Regions from separate parts of the Triticum aestivum genome. Here region 2 is linked to region 1. Evidence: chromatin contacts called from public Hi-C data. All regions are on one chromosome and are shown on one strand. Each heading gives the region's core, a stretch centred on a gene start, on an enhancer-like site or on the middle of the called end of the contact. The rest is flanking DNA. Distances are from core to core; before and after follow the strand shown.

What was found. Hi-C and Micro-C count contacts between places; a contact is called where the count stands out from the background.
Region 2: a contact with region 1 is called in a Hi-C map of leaf, with 5 times the contacts expected there. The contact joins the promoter of LOC123119363 here to the enhancer-like site in region 1. A contact is called at or near these places in 2 of 5 Hi-C or Micro-C datasets (both in leaf) and 1 of 1 datasets of contacts at active chromatin or transcription factors (leaf).

Annotation. Positions count from the first base shown.
Region 1 is chr1B:275,352,651-275,357,402 of IWGSC CS RefSeq v2.1, forward strand. No RefSeq gene overlaps it. Among protein-coding and RNA genes, the nearest start is that of LOC123119327, 26 kb to the left of the region's middle. Within about 2 kb of position 1,946, at least 1 of the 8 cell types and tissues checked has an H3K27ac peak or open chromatin away from gene starts, as enhancers often do. A contact at or near this core is called in leaf, where this site is marked.
Region 2 is chr1B:275,566,305-275,571,056 of IWGSC CS RefSeq v2.1, forward strand. It overlaps LOC123119363 (ras-related protein RABC2a), which reads left to right and starts at 1,906. Exons shown (of 6, transcript XM_044539156.1): 1 at 1,906-2,378; 2 at 3,272-3,340; 3 at 3,942-4,007. The coding sequence starts at 2,225.

The DNA.
Region 1 (4,752 bases), core at 696-3,195:
GAGAGGAGATGGTGCTGGTGAAGATGTTGATGGAGATTGACCCCCTCTCGATGAGAGGATCGTTGATGATGACGATGGCTTCGATTTCCTCCTCCCGAATGGAAGTTTCCCCGACTATACAGCTCCGCCGAAGCCCTAGATTGTTTCTGCCCAAGTTCCGCCTCGAGACGGCGGCTCTTCGTCCGAAAGCTTCCTTATGATTTTTTTCCAAGTAAAAACCCTTCATATAGCAAAAGATGGGCACCGGGGGCCTGACAGGTGAACGACAAGGCAGGGGGCGCGCCCAGGGGGGTAGGGCGCGCCCCCACCCTTATGGTTGCCTGGTGGGTCCCCTCTAGTGCTTTCTTTGCCCAATATTTTTTATTAATTTCAAAATGATTCTCTGTATAGTTTCAGGACTTTTGGAGTTGTGCAGAATATGTCTCTAATATTTGCTCATTTTCCTGCCCAGAATTCCAGCTGCCGGCATTCTCCCTCTTCATGTAAACCTTGTAAAATAAGAGAGAAAAGGCATAAGTATTGTGCTATAATGTGTAACAACTCATAATGCAATAAATATCAATATAAAAGCATGATGCAAAATGGACGAATCAGCGGGCGCCCTGCAGAAATGCAGCGCCTGCCAGAAGTTGTTGGGGTTGACGGTCGTAGCTTCTCTCCCGCCGGTGGAACTGCGAACGCCAGCAATAAGCTCATTCGAAACGCGGGCATGGGCCGATTATGGCATGGTGTGGTTGTGGGGCGGACAACCTTGATGGAGATGCAGGCTGGATATCAGTCGTTTGGTGGAGTAATAGTAGTAGATACACGCAGGAGTCGGTGTACTTGTCTTAGACGTGATGCACACATGATCATTGCCTTGAATATCGTCATAACTATGCAGGTGTTGTTCACGGGGTCCTGTGTGGTTCTCCTACTGGATTGATAACCTTGGTTCTTAACTGAAAAAAAATACTTATCTCTATTGTACTGTATCATCCTCTCCTATTCAGGAAAATTCCAACACAGCTCACAAGTAGCAACCACCCGGCCTATCTGGGCTGGCCCGTTTAGGTCTTTTTCTCTTAAAACCACATAAATACGCTTGCGCAGGTGAATTCGCCATGACTCAAACCTGTGAGCTCGCAGTTAATGATAAAAGGGCATGACCACCTCGGTAACCTCGCCCGTTGTGGTTACTTCTCCTTTTCCTGAATTTTCTTCTATCTTTTTTTTTCTTTTTCTTGTTTCCTTTTGTTTTATTTTTCTTAATTTCATGAACTTTTTCAAAATCTGTGACTTTATTCCAAATTGATGATTTTTTGGAAATTGATGAGCTTTTATTTGAATTTGTGAACTCTTTTTAAAAATGGATGAACTCTTATTTTTTAATTTGTGAACTTTTTTTCAAAATTGACAAACTTTTGTCCAAGTCGATGATTTTTTTTGAAATTGATGAACTTTATTCGAATTTGTGGAATCTTTTTTGAAAATTGATGAATTTTTTTAAAAAATCATAGAGAACTTCTTGAAAATTCATGCGCTTTTTCAAAGAAAAATGGATGAACTCTTTTCCGAATTTCTGAACTTTTTTGAAAATCGATGAACTTTTCTTCAAACCGATGAACTTTTTTTGAAATCGATGAACTTTTTTTGAAATTTGTAAACCATTTTGGCAATTGATGATTTTTTTTTCAAAATCAATGAACTATTTTCAAATCAATGATTTTTTTTCAAATTGATGATTTTTTGAATACATGATTTTTTCCCTAATTCGCGATTTTTTTTAACTTTGTTTACATTTTTTCTCCAAAAAATCACGTCTTTCTAAAATTGCATGATATCAATTCCTGTTCGTAACAACTTTTTTGGGACGCTTTTACTCTGCCTGTTCCTGGGCCTGCCCACCAGATGCGGCTGTGGGCACCAGTTGCCTGAACCAGCGCTTATTGCGTCGTATAGGCGCTGTCCCTCTTCTCTCGCTCCCTCATTAATTCTTAAAAAAAAAGAAAAAGCCGCTCCCTCACTAGAGCAGGGTATATATGTGGCTCGTGTTGACGTAACCAAGTCCCTGTCTCGACTGGTATGGCGTGCGGACGGGGCTTCTCCCGCGCCATGCTCCCATCTGTGCTTCTTGTTCTCTCTTTTCCATCCAACGGCCTTTTTTATTTTCTCTCCCGCGTCTCCTTTTACGGGGAGCAACTAATTAACAAGCGCTCCTTCAAGAGCCTGGCAACGATCGGCGCCAATTGGCGCACTTTCAGCCATTCACCACGTGTCGCGCTCTGGACGCTTCCTCCGAATTTTGTTTTTTTTTTATTTTTTCGCACGCGTTTTCGGCTTTTTAAACGGATTTTTTTCCAGTTTTTTTACGTTTTGGTTTTTCATCCGGTCTTTCCTAGCTTTTCGACCATTTTTTTTTCAAAAAAATATTTTTTTTGCAAAAAAACGTATTTTTTCGTGAGAAGCACGGTTTTGTTTTCGCGAGAGGCACGGTTGTGCTTTCGCGAGAGGCACGACCGTGCCTCTTGGAAATGGAAAAAACACGTGTTTTCTGTTTTTTCCTTTCGCGAGAGGCACGGTTGTGTTTTCGCGAGAGTCACGGCCGTGCCTCCTCGGAAATGAAAAAAAAACATGTTTTCTGTTTTTTTCTTTCGCGAGAGGCACGATTTTACTTCCGCGAGAGACACGGTTGTGCTTTCGCGAGAGGCACAGGCGTGCCTCTTTCGGAAAGGAAAAAAAATATGTTTTCTATTTTTTTTTGCGAGAGGCACGGTTGTGCTTTCGCGAGAGGCACAGGCGTGTCTCTTTCGAAAAGGGAAAAACATGTTTTTTCTTTTTTTTCTTTCGCGAGAAGCACGGTTTTGCTTTTGCGAGAGGCACGGTTGTGATTTCGTCAGAGGCACGGGCGTGTCTCTTTCGGAAAGAAAAAAACCCGCGTTCAGGTTCGGTTTTTTTTTTCTGTTTTTCGTGAAAAAAAAAGTTTATCAAAACCTATCAATATGAGATCTAGTTTTAAAGATCTCGACGCGAGGAATCCAACGGCGAAAGCGGTTCGAGATTTGGACGCACTGTTTAAGAGATAAAACGTTTCGAATAAACGGATCTACGAAAAAAGAAAAAACTTCCGGGTTGCGACAAGTGACGCACATGCAGCGTGCCACTTGTCGCAACATGAGGAAGGTGAAGTGATCTCCGCAAGAAGTATTCCTTAACTAGTGATTTCGCCTTTTACGTTAAAGATAAATCTAGCAACGTATAATTTCGTCCTTAATCCCTTCTCCTTCACGTGGACAAGAACTACTACTCTTCTCCAGTCTGATCGGCCAACGCGTGAGCCAAACGCCGTTGACATAGTTCCGGTCGCATCACTCTGACGCCATTGTCAGAGCCGCCCGCACTCTACGCGGCGTCGTCTGCCTCGGGATCCAAGGTAATGTCGCGTGCCGTCGTTCATACGCGTCCACAACCACAACCATTACCACAGGTCGCTTAACCTGACCGTACAAAGTTTGAAACTTCATTGGTTGTAGGTTTCATATACGCAGCAATACACACATACTAAGCTTGCTGGAAGCAGCAGCAGCAGGATCTAGCTTGCTCTAGATTGATTCTTTGGCATGCCCTTCGCTCCGTCACTATCATGGTGCACATTGTGTACGCATTGCCGGCGGCAAGGCAAACGTTTGGAAAGGCCCTGAGAGCCACTTCAATGGGGCGATTCAAACGGACGACAATTTCGTCCGCTTTTTGTATGTTTGGATCGGCCGTTCGCCCGGCTTCCGCCCTGTTTTAGATATGGGTTGGCAGGGTGCCCAACGCGCTGACCCATATGTGCAGGGTGGCCGCCTGCCCCCCCTATTTTTTTGCATGAATTTGCATAGTTTGAATCAAATAACATAGTTTTGGATCGAATAAAATAGCATAGTTATTACAAACTGAATGAAAATAAAAATGTCTCACATAGTTCTCACATAGTTTTGTAAATGAATAAAAGAAGATACATCTATTGGTTGCCAACATGAGCCCACATATGCTCAACCAAATCATTTTGCAGTTGCACGTGAGTTTTCCAAGCATGCATGTCTTGATGAAATTGGGTGAACTGTTCAAACGTTGCCGCTACTTCATGCTCAGGCACAACATTCTCACCCTGAAACTGAAACCCTTGATCATACAGACGTTCCGGGCGCTCGTCTTCCACGATCATATTATGCATGATCACACAAGCAGTCACCACCTCCCACAGTTTCTGCGTGCTCCAGGTATTAGCAGGATACCGAACGATTCCCCATCGATATTGCAAAATATCAAAGGCACGCTCGACATCCTTCCTAGCACTCTCTTGCTCTCGGACAAATCTTTTCCTCTTCTCTCCGACATGGTTGGGTATTGTCTTGACAATAGTGGTCCACTGAGGATAGATACCGTCACCTAGGTTGTATCCTTTGTCGTAGTTATGACCGTTGACAGTAAAGTTCACCGGTGGGCTGTTGCCTTCGGCAAGCCTAGCAAACACCGGCGAGCGCTGAAGCACGTTGATATCATTGTGTGATCCGGCCATGTCAAAGAAAGAGTGCCAGATCCAGAGATCTTGAGACGCCACAACCTCTAGTATGACAGTGCAAGCCCTGACATGGCCCTTATACTGCCCTTGCCAAGCAGAAGGGCAGTTCATCCACTCCCAATGCATGCAGTCTATGTTACCAAGCATCCCTGGGAAGCCCCTGCTGGCATTCATCGCCAACAAACGGGCTGTATTTTCAGCAGTCG
Region 2 (4,752 bases), core at 656-3,155, 210 kb after region 1:
CTCGTGTGTACAATCTCGTCGTAGCTAGGGCCTCGCCTCCTCATACATACCCCCTATTCTTACTGTTAGACTTAGTACCACGACACTGGCCCGAGACTACTTTAAGTTCCATGCAACCCAAGATGTAGAAGCAGCCCAGACAACCAAACAGATGTTTTTCTTCCTATGTGGGCCTGGTTGGGCCTAATGCAGACAACCAAACACGTCTGTATTGTTTTGTTGCTCGCTAGACGGATATGCATTGTAGGCAATGTTTCACTTTGTAGCCTACTCGTACTTGTGTGGTGTACAAAAAGTTGAAGAAGAAGAATTCCTTCACCGTCATGCATTGTTGGCTGAAGTTGAATGAGCAACCAGAGTGGAGCCTTTTCATTGCCAAGACCACTGCCCAAGCTAACAAGGAAGAAATCGGTGACCCTATCGACCCAATCCAAGAACCGCCAAAAATGTTAGAAGAAATTTACGAGGGAAGGAGTGGGAGGAAGAGAGGACGAAGCGAGAAAGTGCGGCGGCCAAGCTGGCAGAGGGGTTCGGCGACATCTTGACGAAGAAGGAGGAGTCATGCGTGAAGCGCTCGGAAATCAAGGAGGAGTGGAAGGCGAAGAGGTTCAAATTGTTGATAGAGGCAACAGACAAGAAGATCAAACTCGAAAAGAGGAGGACCATGATCGAAGAGAGGAAGGCCGCACTCAAGGGAAAAAGGGTGAAGATCGTTGCCAATGCAGAGGACGCCAAGATGTTGACCTTGAATATGGACTCTTTGGATACCGGCGCAAGAATCACCATGCAATCCGCCCATTACTAGATGTTGCAGTGGTAGAAAGATGAGTTGGTGGTGACGACCTATGAGGACGCGGCGGAGGCAGAGGCTGCCAACGTAGCGGTGACGACACCACCTTGGTCGGCCAGCGGCCAGCTGGGATTGCCGGGCCAACAGGGCAGAAATGCACGGACTGCCGAACTGATGTTCTTTTGGATTCGGGCATGTAAAAACTAAGCATATTTGCTTTTTTGGGGTTGTGATCGGGCTTACGATCCGACGTTGATGTGATCCGGCACGCTGTTCGGATTGGAGCATATTTGAATTTGAATTTACTGGCGGACATATACATGTTAGTGTTGGATGTCGTCCTTCCTCATCCAGTCCACACATTGGCCCCTCTACCCGCGGACGGATGCAGAAAAAAAAATTATGGGTTGCCGTTAAAGATGCCCTAACATAAAAGTATAATCCCATTCTCAGTTTGAACAAAAACGCGCCACGAGACAAAAAGAAGTCTCCCAGCGAGTGCCGTTGCGTCCACACAGTTATAGGAAAGCTACACCCTCCAACCAGCACACCTTGAGCACTGGAGATAACAACCGAAAGATACAAGTACGTACCCGTAATATCAGCCTACAAGGATACGGTTTTAGACGCAGACGCGTGCCGAGTCACATGACATGATCGATCACCTCACCTCACCTGGAGAGGCCGGCCGGACACGTTAACGCCGTGTCACGCAGACAAAAGCTACGTGCCGGCCGAAGCGACACACGCGTCGCCAGGTGTTGCATGACGCCTAGTATATAAGATACAGTATGTATACCTGGTCTGGTCTCCCCATCGCCATCAACGATCACACATCCTACTACTCTACGTACCATCTCTGCCGCAGCAACAACATTATTCGCCCCACCAATCATACATCCCGATTTGTTTAAAAAATCATCATTCATCACTCCAAGTCAAGAAACCAACCCCACCGCGCCGATCGGGCCGGGACCCCGTCGCGTTCACCGCAACGAGCCAGAAACGCCCACCCCGACCCGACCCGATCCAGCCGCGCCGCGCGCAGGCAGGCAGGCAGGGACAAAGCCAAACACCACCCGACCCATACCATACCCTCCCCCGGCAGGCAGACTGGCACGCATCGTTTTCCACCCGGATCATCGATCGGACGCGCGCGCGGCCGGCCTCCGCCTTGTCCCTGAACTGGAACGCGGCCCGCGTGCCACCGCGCCACTTGGACCGCCACCGGACGGAACCCCATAAACCAGCCGTCGCGCCCCACCTCTTCTCTCCTCTCCTCTCGCCCAGTCAAAGCCAGAGAGCACCAGCCTCAGCCTGGCTGGCGGGCTGTCTCCTCTGCCGCTGCCGCCTTCCCCTCCGCCTCTAAATCCTCCGCCCCGCCCCGCCTGACCTTCGACTCGACCGGCGCCGAATCCGGGACGGCGCGGGGGGATGGGGGTGTCGCCGGTGTCGCCGGGGGGCAGCGCCGGCTACGAGTGCTCCTTCAAGATCCTCCTCATCGGGGACTCGGGCGTCGGCAAGAGCAGCCTCCTCGTCAGCTTCGTCGCCGCAGCCAACCTCGACGACGACATCGCGCCCACCATCGGTACGTCTTCTTAGTCTCACCCCGCCACCGCACCGCGCCACGTCCAGTCCGATCGCTCTCTCGCTCTGCTTGGTACACCAGACTAGTACGAGGTTCAGTGTACGCTCGTCGTATTGCTTCGGAGTATATAGTGTAGTGGCAGTAGGTAGCGGATTAAGGGCATCAGCGATTCCGCCCATTTCGGTGAACGAAACCTTTTCCTTTTAAGTTTTAATTAATGTCCGAGCTGTTCTCTGCTTTTGATTCTGCTGAATTGTCTCCACTTTCTTGTTGTTTGTTGGCGTTGGCCAGGGCTGGGAGTTAGTAGTCTCCAATGCTCTTATATGCCACTCCAGTACCATATGTCCTTTACAGTTGGTCTTATATGCCACTAATAGGTTGGTCCCCATCAACCCAAATGCTTAAATGCTGAAGCTAGTATTTGGGGAGATAGGAAAGCGATCCATGCTTGTGCAGCAAAACCTGATTGCGCACTAAAGAAAATTTACTAGTGCTACCTTATTTCTATCTCAAGCAACCATCTCAGAAAAGTCATTTGGACAATTTTACCTTGCACGTAATCTATGGGAATGGTTCAACTCGCTGTCCTTATGTATGTCCTTCCCGCCACTATGTTTTCTCGCCAGTTTAGCCTTATGGCCTATGGGTGAACTCTTTGTGTTATGCAACTCAAGATTGTGTGACAGACAATATGTCCTGACTCGTTTAAGACATGTCCCAACTCTAGTCTACCCCTTAGGCCTGAGACATCACAGTGGTGTTATGCTTGTGCATGCAGCTCTGTATACTACTCTGATTTCACACCATCACATTTTATTTTATAAATTGCATGCTCTTTTGTATTATATGTACACTTCACATGTCTTATAATTTTGTTTCACATTGATTGCCAGGAGTTGATTTCAAAATCAAGTTTCTTACTGTTGGTGGAAAGAAACTGAAGCTGACTATATGGGATACTGGTGAGTTCACAATTTCTTCCCATTCTCCGACTGTTCAAGTATGGTCTTTCGCAGTAGGAACTAGCACAAATAAGTCCTAACTTCAAGTAAGCGGTCGTGTATGCAAGACTTTTATGATCCAAGAACAAGTGGTTGGAATTTGCTCATAGAGATGCAACAATGTTTTAATGTGCCAAAAACTACCAGGAGTTGCTACAAGCACCAGCTAGAGCAAAAAATAGCAATAAACATCATCTAAAAAAATGATACTAATAAGCATGGAAAATTCCTAGATTTAGCTTGCTAGTCATCTTGCCCTCCCATCCTTCTCTACCATCATTACTTTCAGCATTTATAAGATACTGTATTATTTGGGTGCACCCATCATGTTGCTCCCTTTCTCCTGACATCATCTCGATCAGAGGTTCCAGTCTTATGAGTTTATAGCCCCACTCCAGTGCTGTCCTAAAGAATAATTCAGAGATGCACCATATTACCTACTCTTCACGACAGTAGTACTACTGGAAGGTGTCTTACTTATCTGTAAACAAAGTAAATTATGACATGGTGTCTATGATATTTCAAATGTTCTACAAGTCAGTCATTTTTTGTTGTTTTGCAGCTGGCCAGGAGAGGTTTAGGACAATCACTAGTTCTTACTATAGAGGTGCTCAAGGAATTATACTAGGTAAAAAAATTGTTCTTAGTTGTTTCTGAGTTCTTACATATACTGTTATTGTAAGACGATGTCAATTTTTCTCACTCGGAGATTAGATATTCGGGATATGCCATAGAACTTTTTAGGTTGGTCTATTCAATCATTCCGTTATTATACTCACCAGTAGGTCAGCTACTTAGTGCTACAATATGTGGATCGTTTTTTTTTTCTTCTGTAGCACAGTTCTTTTGCATTTCCCTTTGTATTCATGATTTCTCCATTGATGAACCCAGATCAACTCTGTTACTTGCAATGCATGGAATTATGAGAAGTTGGTGACCACAAGGATGCACCCTTCTATCAAACAGAAATATTTTGAATTATTTTGTGGATACTTCTTTCTATGTAGGGAAGGGCTGCGTACAATAGACCCAAAGTAGTCGGACCCTTCCCCGGACCCTGCGCAAGCGGGAGCTACATGCACCGGGCTGCCCTTTTATTTTGTGGATACTTCTTTCTATGTGTATGCATGGACAATCTTATTAGTTAAGAGTATCTTATTTACTCATGTTTGAGCACCGCTCTGTAGGCTAGCGGCTTCTGTGCTCGCTCAGCCCACCTGGGTTTGAGGCTTGGCCTCTCGGCAGTGCCTCATGGTTGTTCTTCTAAATAAAAAAATGCCACAGGTGCTAGTGCATACTGGTCAAGATTTCTTTTATTTGCTGATGTTTTGATCAGTGTGAATTAGATATCTAGTGAAACTGTGGAACCTTTG